Regions from separate parts of the Mus musculus genome. Here regions 1 and 2 are each linked to region 3. A link is a contact called in public Hi-C and HiChIP or PLAC-seq data. All regions are on one chromosome and are shown on one strand. Each heading gives the region's core, a stretch centred on a gene start, on an enhancer-like site or on the middle of the called end of the contact. The rest is flanking DNA. Distances are from core to core; before and after follow the strand shown.

Region 1 (3,680 bases), core at 770-3,269, 280 kb before region 3:
GAAGCAGGAACTGAAGCAGAAGCCACGGAGGAACACTGGTTACTGGCTTGTTTACCCTGGCTTGCTTGGCTATTTCCCTTGGGCAACCCAGGGCCACCTGACCAAAAGCAGCACTCACTGCTCAGGATAGACTGCACCCTCTGATATTATCAGCAGTCAATAAAATGCCCTACAGTCATGCCACACGGCCAATCCGATGGAGGCAATTCCTCAAGAAGAGGTCCCTTCTTCCCAGGAGAGTCAAGTTGACAAGCAAGATTAGCCATCACATGACAAAGAATCCCTTATGAATTAGGCACAAGAAGAGATGAGCTATACTAGGGTGGAAAATGTATAACAAACTGTATAAAAGCTACATGAATATGGTGACTCTCAAAACATCTAACTATATGTGGGTCTTGGCCACCCAAATATGTATTTTTCTCCTTCCTTATTGAAACATTTTTCCCATGTATAGAAGGAATTTACACTTTCTCCTTGGTCCATCTGCATCCCTAGCATCATTATTCTTGTGCTTCATAATTATTATTAAGCAAAATACGGGTCATGTTAGCACAAATCCTGAGTTTCTATGACAGTCGATCTGATAATCAAGATGGCTAACTAACAAATGGACCGACGAAGCCTACAGTGTCAGTGTGCTGGACAAAGGGGTGAATTCAAACCCTGGGTGGGTCAGAACAGTGCAGAGCAAGATTTTGTCAGACTGCTCAGAAGGGACTATAAACAACGCCAATTGTTTGTTTCTGGAATTTTCCATTTAAGATTTGCATAGCCTTTGACCACAGGTAAGTGAAACTTGGGGTGGGGGGAGTAGATAAAGGGATGGTGGGAATGCTGTGCCCCATGTTTGTTTAGTACAAGACTATACTCACAGAAATATATGATTTGGGGGAGAGGGGTTTATTGTTAACTTGATGCCTTCCTAGTTTTGAGAAAAGTACCTGTCAAAAATATGTCTACTCAACAAATCATTAAGATGTTTGGTTGAATTATAAATGTAAGTTAAAAATGTGTAATCAGATTAAATGCATGACCAAAACATGTAAGTTTAAAATACTCACCAGAAAAAAAAAAGTTATTTGCCTGTCTGGTATTCTTCGCTGCTTCCCTATGTCTTGAAACTACTCATTTTGGAAAGCATTAGACCAGAAAAAAGATGGCAACATGAACAAAACCAAATCTTAGAAACTGGTAGTTTTCAGTTCACAGAAATAAGTTGGAAAAACAAACAAAAAACCCAATCAGACGCTCACAAAGAGCCACCAAGTCAAGGGGAAAAGAAGTTTCTGTAATCCCAACGGAATATAAAGAGAATAAAATGTACATGTTCACAATATGACAGACTTGGTTGAGACCTAAATTCAAGGACCTGAGCAACTGCCTCAGAGTTGGTCTTAAGTCTACTTTTGTCCTGTTTTGCGACCCATGAGTGAGCCAAGAGAGGCCATGAGAACGCTGAGACCAAACCCAGTGTTAGGAAATACTTCTGTGCAGATTTTTATTTTGACCTGAGAAGGAAGACATGAAACGTGTAGGGGGAGCTAAGGGCTGTAAGAGCTGGGAGTGGCTACAGCTCAGCTTGTCTCCAGGGCCCCACCCCTGTCGTGGTCCTCCAATGGCATCTCCAGGCGCCCTCCCCAGCACCCTGCCTCAGCTTACCACCTCCGATGGAATTCGTACTTCTGTTCCATTGAGGTGGCTAGAGCCTTCTTCTTCTTCATAAAGCCCAACAGCTCCCGGATCTCCTTCTCGCAAGAGGCCAGGAGTGGGTTTTTACTGTCCAGGGGCCCGTAGAAGGCGGCAGAGGGCAGCGAGTCCTCGGAGTGGGTACATTGCGGCGGGTCGGTCGAACTCGACTTGGACTCGCTGGGCGACTTGAGAACCGCGGTAGAGGTCGGCGGCGGCGTTGGGGGCAGATGCACCGGCGACACCGATGTCTCAGAGTCTGGGGACTCCTCAGAAGAACTGGAGGAGCTTCTGGAGGACGCCATGTCTATCAGAGTTCAGCAGGCTAGAGGCTGGTGGACAAGCGGTTGCCAAGCAACGATCTCCCGGCAACCAAGCCACCTGCACGCTCTCCGGAAGCACAGCGGCCCCTAGAGGGTGAGGAAAGTACAAACAGCCTGGAAAGGCAGGATGCTCTGAATGGCTGGCTATGTGTGTAACCCACTCTGGCCTCAAACTCACTATCCTCCAGCCTCAGTGTCTTGAGTGCTGGGATTACGGACATTCACATCCAACGCCGCTTGAGAGAGGGCTTTAAAGCAAAGAACCAATAAAGAAAATTACCATCAAAAATTCATACAATGTTTTCCCTATTTGGACCACCTACTAATATCCATGGTTACAATCATTAAGATGTATTGGGCATTATTCCAAGCATTTTGAGACATTACCTGTCTCATTAATCGTCATGACTTCATACCTCAGCTTCTATCCTATCTCCTCGGTTTCACAGCTTAGGGGAACATAGCTTGACTTTGACCAAACTCAGAGGATAACTGAGAATCAGGGGACAAGTCCTAATTATGTGCTGCAAAGCCAGTGATCATAAGAAATCTGCCGTCCTGGTGATGCCCCCAAGAGAAAGCACTGAAGCTGAATTCCCAAACCGAAATTAGGGAACTCCCTGACAATCTGGTTAAGACAAGCACCTTGTGTGGCTATGTTCTCTTCCCGCTGCAGTTTGAGTTTGTGAGTAATGATCATGAGTTACTGCCACTTCAGCCTTATCCTAAATGTCACGGTGTTCTAAATCAATATGCCTTTTGCTCAACTTTAACTCCTTGACATTAATATATGCTAAATGGTTTGAAGTGTTAACTCTCCAAATACTTTTTGTTTTTAAACGGGGAGATGGGAGATTTTTTTTTTCTCTCTGATGGACAAACTGTAGGTCTCAGAGGAAATGCTTAACACTAAAAAATGTTCTTTTCTTGCATCTCATGGGCCACAATGAGTCAAATTTATTAATTTGGGATTTGAATTTCAGCTAGCGGACATACTTTTCCTTACAAATTATGCAAGCCCAAAGAAATATTGAAGAACCAGAGATAGAGAGGTTGGCTTCAAAAACAAGGTCTTTAAACACTGAAAACGACTACCAATTCTTTCACATGCAAAATATAGACGGTGACCTTGGTATCCACTGAATAGTAAAGAAGCTCACTGGGCCACAGCCTTATCTCTTCCAGCTCCAAGCCCATTTCTTTCAAGCATCTGTACTAATTTGTAAGGTTGGTCTTCTCTGTCCTATGCACTGTACCTTAATATTCTTGGAAGGAAGATCACAGGGGAAATCACTTATTGGAGCAGGTAATTATGGCTAAAGAATCTTCCAGTGACACACAAGAGCAGGGACCTCTCTGTCAGGGCCCAGTTCTCCATCCAAGAGGCAGCACCTATTCTTGATGCACAATATTTTGTATTGGAGATGAGCAACAAACTTTAACATATTTAAAGAATGCAGGTTGGGAGGGGGAGGCGTCCATTGAGCTTTTGCCAAAAAAAAAAGAAAAAAAAATAATAGACACCTTTTAGTAATAGGCTTGGTAAATTCTCCCAGATCCCATTTTCCCTTGTTTGCAGATAGCAGCTCTGTCCACTTCAGATCAAAAGCCAGTGCAAATTGCCACTGAGAATGATCTGTTGTAGCAACGAATAGAATCGGCAGGAGG
Region 2 (3,731 bases), core at 465-2,964, 310 kb before region 3:
ATCCAAAAGGCCCCATGGCTTTGTGGATGGAGCAAACCCATCAGGTTCATGTGGTGTTTAATAGTGAAAACTGAGAAAGACAGAAGTAACAGTCAGGCCCGGCTGCTGGCTGTGGAGGCTCAGAAGAGGAAAGAGCAGAATTTTCCCCTGTCTAGTTAGTTTCTATTCCAGAGGAAAAGAAACTACTGGATGTAGATGAGGATTTAACAGCAGTGTGCAAATCTGCTCTACCATCCACGGGCAGGAACTTAAGCTCCTTCCACTAGACTGGGGAGCCTGTGAGTCATCCTCATATCGTAACCATATTGTAATCATATGGTAACCTCATATCACCTGGCAAGTAGTGGGCACACGGAAAATGCTTGTTGACTAGCAAACAGACCTTCACTAAAGGGGTAGCTCACCAAGCTGGCTATGGAAATACTTCAGGCGATCATTGAAGTGGTAGGGCTCGAGGCTCCCCTAACTTTCTTCCCACGGACACCACCAGCACCAGACATCCCTACCAAGAGTTCCTATCCCGGTAACAAGAAACCATGGCAGCATAGGGCGATTTTTAACACGAGAAAATGACAACTTCATAATCTAAACTAAAATCCACCTAAATAGGCTTCCGGCGCGCAGTCCTAGCTAGGTCTTCTGGGAAAGTGCCAAGCAATGCACAACTCACTTCCAAACACAGGCGTCCAAGGACCTGAAAATACCCAAGCAGCCTGTGCTCCCCGCTAGATCTGTCTCCGAGATAAATTTTCCGGGTCCCTGTAGAACTCTTCCAACTTCATCTCCCTCATCCAGCACGGCTAGTGTTCAGAGGCTTTTCTCTAGGGTGTCTGGGTGGCCACAGTGAGGAGATTCAGGCCCAGTTCTGAAGACAGGCCACTGCCAAGTCAGTGGGGCCGTGGTGGTACCTTCTGCCACTGCGGCCCAGGTTGTTGGTTTACCTTGCCAGCATCAGCAGAACCTCCTATTCCCTCGCACCCACTGCCCCACAACAACCCTGTTTCGGGATCATCGTGGTTCAGAGGCTATGGTGTAAAAGTCTGTGTAAATACCCTCTTCAAATCAACAGGCCTTTGCAAAAATCCCTCAAAGCTTCCGCAGCAAGAAAGAAAAATCGCGTTTCAAACTAAAGTCAGCTTCTCTTCATCGTTACACTGGGGTTTGAGAGAGAGAGAGAGAGAGAGAGAGAGAGAGAGAGAGAGAGAGAGAGAGAGAGAGAGAGAGAGAGAGAGCCCTGAGAGTATATTGCCATTGCCAGAAGGGACCTTAAGTTAAATCTAACCTAATCTGACTCAGAGTCTGAACTGTTTCTGAAAGAGGTGAACTGGGGCTGGAATTCAAGTCTTTGAACTGCTAAGTGCAGCATTCTTTCCACCACTCAGCGAAGCTTTGACAAAGGAGAGGAGTGTGCCAAAACCCACCGGAAAACCTGCTTTCAAGTCTGGAGATGAAAAGCCACTGGGGGGAGAAGCGGGGGGCAAGTAACATTTTTTTCTCTAACCCTAAAGGCAAGAAATAATTATTTTTATTAATAAAGTAGATGTACTAAAACAGGACAATTTTCTTCACAGGAAAATCAAACTTCAAAGAGCTAAAAATCTAGATGGATCTAAAATCATGGACCTCACAAAAGCTTGCTTCAGGTGTCAGCAGGGGGGAAAAAAAACAATAAACTAACTCGGCCACAGGGTGGCAGTGTAGCCTCGTGTATCACAGGTTCATGTCAGGAGCCATTTCAAGGTTGACTTGAGATTTAAGTAATAATACGGGAGTGGCTTAACGGCTGTGTGAGCCAAATACTTCACCAGAAAGCAAAGCATAAGTCCATACTGTTGCTAGTGTCTTCTTTAACGTTTGTTGAGTCCCAGACTGCCCCTTACGATGCCTCAGAAGATCCAAAGCAAAGGTGTCTCTTGATTGTTAGCGGGAGTACTGCTTAGGCATGTACTGGTGAGTGCTTTAGTGGCTTCTGTCTGAAGAAAAGCCCTTCATCAGTCTTGGTCTTTGGGATTTTAGAGAAAAAAAAAAAAAGATCTGTCCCTCCACACGGTTCCTCCATTGGAGTAGGTAAACCAGAATAAGACAGGCAAGCCAGGAGCCGATTTAGTGACTGGATAGGCATTGCTCTTTAGTTGTGTGGTGGTTCTTGTGACTGTGGCCTCAGAACGCTGCAATCTACACCGGTAATTGTGAGCAAGCTCGGTTTTCTTAGCCTCTGCATCCTCAGCTGAAAGTTTAGTGAAAACGGTGTCCTTGTTAAAGTGTTGGTATGAGGATCAAGTGAGAAGATTCATGAAAGTACTTAGCAGAATACATGGGATGTGGGTGAACTATGGTCCATATGGTGGTGGTGGTAGTGATGGTTGTGAGAAGAAGGGGGAGGAGGAGGAGGAAAGAGGAGAAGTGAGGAGGAGGAGGAGTGAGGAGGAGGAGTGAGGAGGAGGAGGAATGAGGAGGAGGAGGAGGAGTGAGGAGGAGGAGTGAGGAGGAGGAGAAGTGAGGAGGAGGAGGAGTGAGGAGGAGGAGGAATGAGGAGGAGGAGGAGTGAGGAGGAGGAGTGAGGAGGAGGAGAAGTGAGGAGGAGGAGGAGTGAGGAGGAGGAGTGAGGAGGAGGAGGAGTGAGGAGGAGGAGGAGTGAGGAGGAGGAGTGAGGAGGAGGAATGAGGAGGAGGAGGAGTGAGGAGGAGTAGGGGGTAGGAGGAGGAGTGAGGAGGAGGAGGAGTGAGGAGGAGGAGTGAGGAGGAGGAGGAGGAGGAGGATATCACTGCCTGGTAGTAGTAGTACTGATGATCTCTACCTCAAAAGACTATAGTGAGGATTGCTATGCATGCCAAACCCTTCCACAATACTCAGAATGTTGCAGGGTTTGCAGCAATAATGAGGGGCAGCCATAATGCCTGGTTTCTACATTACTAGAAGATTAAGTCAGCCAAGAATGACACCGAGAGTACTGGGTAACTAGTACTATTTCTGTCTCATGCAGTTACAGACTTGAACTCAGGGACTGGAAAAATGGTAAAGTGTCATGCAAGCACAATGACCTGAGCTCACTCCTCAGCACCCATCAAAGAGCCAGGCACGGTGGTATGTGTCTTTAAGTCCTGTACTGGGAGGAGAGAGAAACAGACTGGAGGTTCTGATGATACGGGCAAGGTAAACCAACAACCTTGGCCTCGGTGGCAGAAAGCACCACCAAGGTGACACAGGGCTGACTTGGCAGTGATATGTCTTCACAACTGGACCTGAATCACCCCCACGCCCAGAACCAAATGGTGCAAGTTCTGTGAGAGAGAGAGTTCCTGTCTCAAAAACCAAAATGAAGATCAACTGTGGATGGTACCTGACATCAACTTCTGGCCTATAAACATTCATACATGTGTACACGCCCACAGAGATGCACACACATTCATATATGTATAGACACACACATTCATCTGTGGTAATCACACACACAGACACATTCACACATGTGTATACATACCCGTACTAAATGAATAAAAATATTTTTTTAAAAAACAGGCAAGCTTTATCAAGTCAAAGTTCCCTAGAGCTGGTAGGTAGGCTTCCTGTGTGGTGGGGTCTCCAGGGCTTATGTCCATTAAGTGGAGTTACCCATGTGTAGCCTCAGATAAGCTATGTGAAGATACTGTGTGGAGACTTGGGAATTTCTGGGTGGAAAAAAGTCTTAATTCCCTTGAAGCTTGCCACAGGGAACAAATGAGTAGCGCCTA
Region 3 (3,652 bases), core at 458-2,957:
GTGTCCAGCTTGTCCACACCACTCCCACCTTCCTCCTGGCCTTCACATCTCTGAAGACCCTTATTCCTGCTCATGGCAACCACGTTCTGGATCTCCTGCAGGGCTGTCTATTTCCAGCCATCTTTTTGTCTTTCTGTATCTTCACCTTTCCCTCTCTCCTGAGTATGTCTCAAACCTTAGGCAGATCCGAATTTCACCCAATCTTGTAAGAAACCTGCAGACTTGGGTGTAGGTGAGAACGTGATACTATTCAGGATGCCAAGGAAGGAAGGAGAGAGGTCAACCAGATAAAGAGAATGTGCTGCAGGGAGGTCCACTTTCAATTGCCCAAGACCTTGGCAAGAGAAATCCCATGGGAAAGCAATGGAAGGACAAAGGAACAAAGGGACAAAGGGACAGGCAGGATGCCTTTTCCAGTATGGATGTAAATTTCTCTGGTGCTCTTCCTGTGGGCAGGGCCACTTAGCTCCCATACAGTGTAGCTTCAAGCTCCCACCCACATCAGGCTGGTGAGATAGATGGTCAGGGGATGAGATGGAGCTGTGTGTGAAGACTTGGGTCTCCAGGAAGTGTTTATGCCAAGCTAAAGCGGGACAGTCTCCAACCAGTGACTGCAGCAGGCTGGTGGAAAGCAAGGGCTGAGCTGCCAGGCAGGAGATAGCATTTTCACTGAAGAAAGAAAAATTGCCATCAAAGCAGATCTCTTCAGAATGGGGAGGGTCTGTAGAAATAGGTCCCTCTCAAAGACAATTCTACTGGAGGAAGAAAATGATGCTATTAGCAAAACATTTGCATGACAACAAAGAGGGGTGGGGTAAAGCACTCTTCAGTCTGTCAGATAAAAACTGGGCTTGGCCCTTGCAGGAACAATGCAACAAAAAAAGGGTAGCCTTTCCAGCTACTGGAATAGAATAGGCTTCCCACTTGAAAGGGTCACAAAAGTGCGTGGGGCCAGCAATCCTACAGGCCTTCCGTGGACGTTTCTCAGTGAGCAGCCTTCAGCCCCCTGATACCCCCATTTTCTTTTGTTCCATCATCCTACCTCCTCCTGCTCAGTGTTAGGTATGGTAGGAATCACACCTGAAGGGTCATGGAAGGTGCTTGGGAACTGGTGGAGCCTTTGCAGTTACCAGCTGGTGAGGGCAGAGGCTGCAAGAGACTCCAGTGAGCCACTGCCCCGGGGCTCCACGGAGCCAAAGTGGGTCCGTGTATGGAGATGGCAAGAGAATATCAAGGGTAAGAGAGTAACGGGAGGGCCGGATGTCACCAGGGGAAATGAAACTCTGAAGAAAGGAGATGGGGAGGAACAGCTTTATAAAGCACACGAGGGAACTGCCCTTGGCATGAAGACTGACTTTTTTAAGGTCAATGCTGGTCGGGGATTCTGCACCAGGGGCTTTCCTCTCTGTTGCCTGGGTGGGCTGACAGTAAAATTTTATTTAAAGACTATGCAGTCCTTAGCTGCATGTGGTGGTTCATCCTTCTGACCCCAGCACTAGGAAAGTAGAGACAGGAGGATGATAAGTTCAAGACCAAGAGTGACACCCTGCCTCAACAAATAAACAAGAAAACAGGACTGGAGGTGTAGCCTGCGCAAGCCCTTGGCTTCAGTCCCCAGCGCTGACTTTGTAAATGGGAAAGGATGATGAGACATTGGCAGTCATGTGATCCTCTAGAGGAGAGCCTGCTGCACGTGCTGAGGGAGAAGCTGCCTGCACAGGCTCCTGGGTAACTGTGTGGTGCTTGATCCACTGCACAGCCACAGTGAGGCCACAGTAAGATGGCTTTGATCACGATCGGAGAGAACGAAAATAGATCCTATCCCAAGGCAAATCTCAGCAGCCCTTTGGATTCAAGGCAGTGAATGAGGTGGGGGAGGGGTGCACCATGCAAACTTTTTTTTTTGAACCAATGTAGTTTGTGTCTGAAAAGATAAGATCAGAAGGGAAGGCTTATCCAGTGCAGTAGTTCACAGCTGGAAGGCCCTTGGCAAAAGACTGGAGACATTTTTATTTGTCAGAAGACAGAAATACTGCTGGCATGTACAGGGCAGAACCCACAGCTGTCAGCTACACTACAGCATATGGGACAGCGGCCTCCTATGACAAAGGACTGTAAGACTGGGGTTGGAGAGATGGCTTGGCGGTTAAGAGCACTGGCTGCTCTTACAAAGGACCAGATTTTGGTCTCTAGCACCCGTTCACGTGGTGTATAACAACCACACCTACCTCCAGTTTCAGGGGCTCTGATGCCCTCTCCTGGCCTTTGTAGGTTGTCAGATTTCATTTTATCAGTTCCAAGCCTAGAAGTCCTGACATGAACCAAAGCTGGATCCTTGCCATACTTTCTGTAGTATAGATCAATACGCTGGGCCATCATGTGTGGAGTACTTCTGGCTCTGAAGCAGTCAGCAAAATGCTGGTTAGTGGCTCAGGTATTGGTTTAGGGCTGTCAGCAATCTTGACCTGGGGCTGGGATATATCTGTTGTTCACAGAGGTAGCTGGGCTTAGAGGACGTGTTAATAAATCGGCAAAGGAAGTGATACCCTAAAAACCCAACAGAGAAGTAGTTTTCCAAAAGTCAGAATGAAATCTTTATAGAAGAAAAACTGGTAAGACTGAAGGGTGGAGGGCCAAAGGGAACATTTAATCCCAGCCTGTGGGCAAGACTAGACAAGGCTGAAGACTGAGATGGGATCTTTTAGCTTTCCTCAAGCTGAGCAAAACTCTATTAAATAACCCAGTATGGAATTTTACATTATTATTATTTCATTATTATTATAATGAAATCCATAGGAAAGCCATACTGATAGCTTAAAAATAAGACATTCTGAAAAACAGCCACGGGGGACTTGGGTCATTTAACATGGGGAAAAAAAGATGACATAGTGTGCTTAACAGGAGAAGAAAAATGGCCAGATTTCTTTCATCTTCATGGAGGAGCAAATTATAGGAAATGGGCTGAGATTGCCACAGATTTGGAAAAAAAAAAAAAAAACACCAAAAATTGCTCTGGCCACAGACAGGGGAGAGGATATGGTGACTTCTCACCACCAGACCCCTATTTTATAATTGCTCTTGCTGATGCCTTCCCATGGCCTGGCTAATAAGCTGGAAATGGAGGAATCTGTTGCTTTGCAGTGTGGTCTTCATAAGTGAGTTTTCTAACTAACCCATTTGATAGATTTTCATCTCTTCGTTTATTAGATTGTCTGGTGGCTTTGGGGTTGTGTTGACAATGCCTGTAATTTTATAGGATCCGTTTTTCTCCATGGAGCATGGCCATGAACCTATCAATTATATTTTGCCTGTGGGCCACCAAGTAGGCCTTGTATTGACCATTCTGTTTAACAGCTCATTTTATGAGTGAATGGATACCAGCATGCATGCCATGTCATCTTAACCTGTCATTCAGATCAGAGCAATCAAGGAGAGGAAATGGCCTCGGGCTTTGGATATGCATTGGACTGTGTGTGTGTGTGTGTGTGTGTGTGTGTGTGTGTGTGTGTGTGTGTGTGTGTGTGTATGTGTGTGTGTGTTCTCTCAATTTGAAGGCAAACATGTGAGTTTGAACAGGGCATTGGGGTGGGGTGTTGGAAAAGGAAATGAGATCTTAGCCTTGTACAGAAGTCGGTCAGTCCTCTGTCTAAGC

What was found. Hi-C and Micro-C count contacts between places; a contact is called where the count stands out from the background. HiChIP or PLAC-seq counts read pairs in DNA pulled down with a chosen protein or histone mark.
Region 1: a Hi-C map of bone marrow-derived macrophages shows a contact between it and region 3, with 30 read pairs. The contact joins the promoter of Cfap54 here to the enhancer-like site in region 3. A contact is called at or near these places in 9 of 39 promoter capture datasets (the 3T3-L1 cell line, the C10 cell line, cranial neural crest and 3 more), 3 of 15 datasets of contacts at CTCF or cohesin (the NIH/3T3 cell line, large pre-B cells and pro-B cells), 46 of 484 Hi-C or Micro-C datasets (the AML12 cell line, B cells, the C2C12 cell line and 17 more), 21 of 115 datasets of contacts at active chromatin or transcription factors (the 230-238 cell line, CD8 T cells, DN3 thymocytes and 9 more) and 3 of 9 other capture datasets (adipose tissue, embryonic stem cells and liver).
Region 2: an H3K4me3 HiChIP or PLAC-seq map of bone marrow-derived macrophages shows a contact between it and region 3, with 5 times the contacts expected there. The contact joins two enhancer-like sites. A contact is called at or near these places in 2 of 39 promoter capture datasets (the C10 cell line and embryonic stem cells), 2 of 15 datasets of contacts at CTCF or cohesin (CD8 T cells and pro-B cells), 52 of 484 Hi-C or Micro-C datasets (the AML12 cell line, B cells, the Ba/F3 cell line and 22 more), 16 of 115 datasets of contacts at active chromatin or transcription factors (the 230-238 cell line, CD8 T cells, DN3 thymocytes and 6 more) and 3 of 9 other capture datasets (adipose tissue, embryonic stem cells and liver).

What each region holds. Positions count from the first base shown.
Region 1 is chr10:93,079,603-93,083,282 of GRCm38.p6, forward strand. It overlaps Cfap54 (cilia and flagella associated protein 54), which reads right to left and starts at 2,020. Exons shown (of 68, transcript NM_001347060.2): 1 at 1,663-2,020. The coding sequence starts at 1,994.
Region 2 is chr10:93,049,402-93,053,132 of GRCm38.p6, forward strand. All of the region lies in intron 5 of Cfap54 (cilia and flagella associated protein 54), which reads right to left. Among named protein-coding and RNA genes, the nearest start is that of Gm40739, 24 kb to the right of the region's middle. Within about 2 kb of position 1,715, at least 80 of the 459 cell types and tissues checked have an H3K27ac peak or open chromatin away from gene starts, as enhancers often do. A contact at or near this core is called in adipose tissue and bone marrow-derived macrophages, where this site is marked.
Region 3 is chr10:93,363,819-93,367,470 of GRCm38.p6, forward strand. No RefSeq gene overlaps it. Among named protein-coding and RNA genes, the nearest start is that of Gm17745, 29 kb to the left of the region's middle. Within about 2 kb of position 1,708, at least 57 of the 459 cell types and tissues checked have an H3K27ac peak or open chromatin away from gene starts, as enhancers often do. A contact at or near this core is called in the 230-238 cell line, B cells, adipose tissue and 6 more, where this site is marked.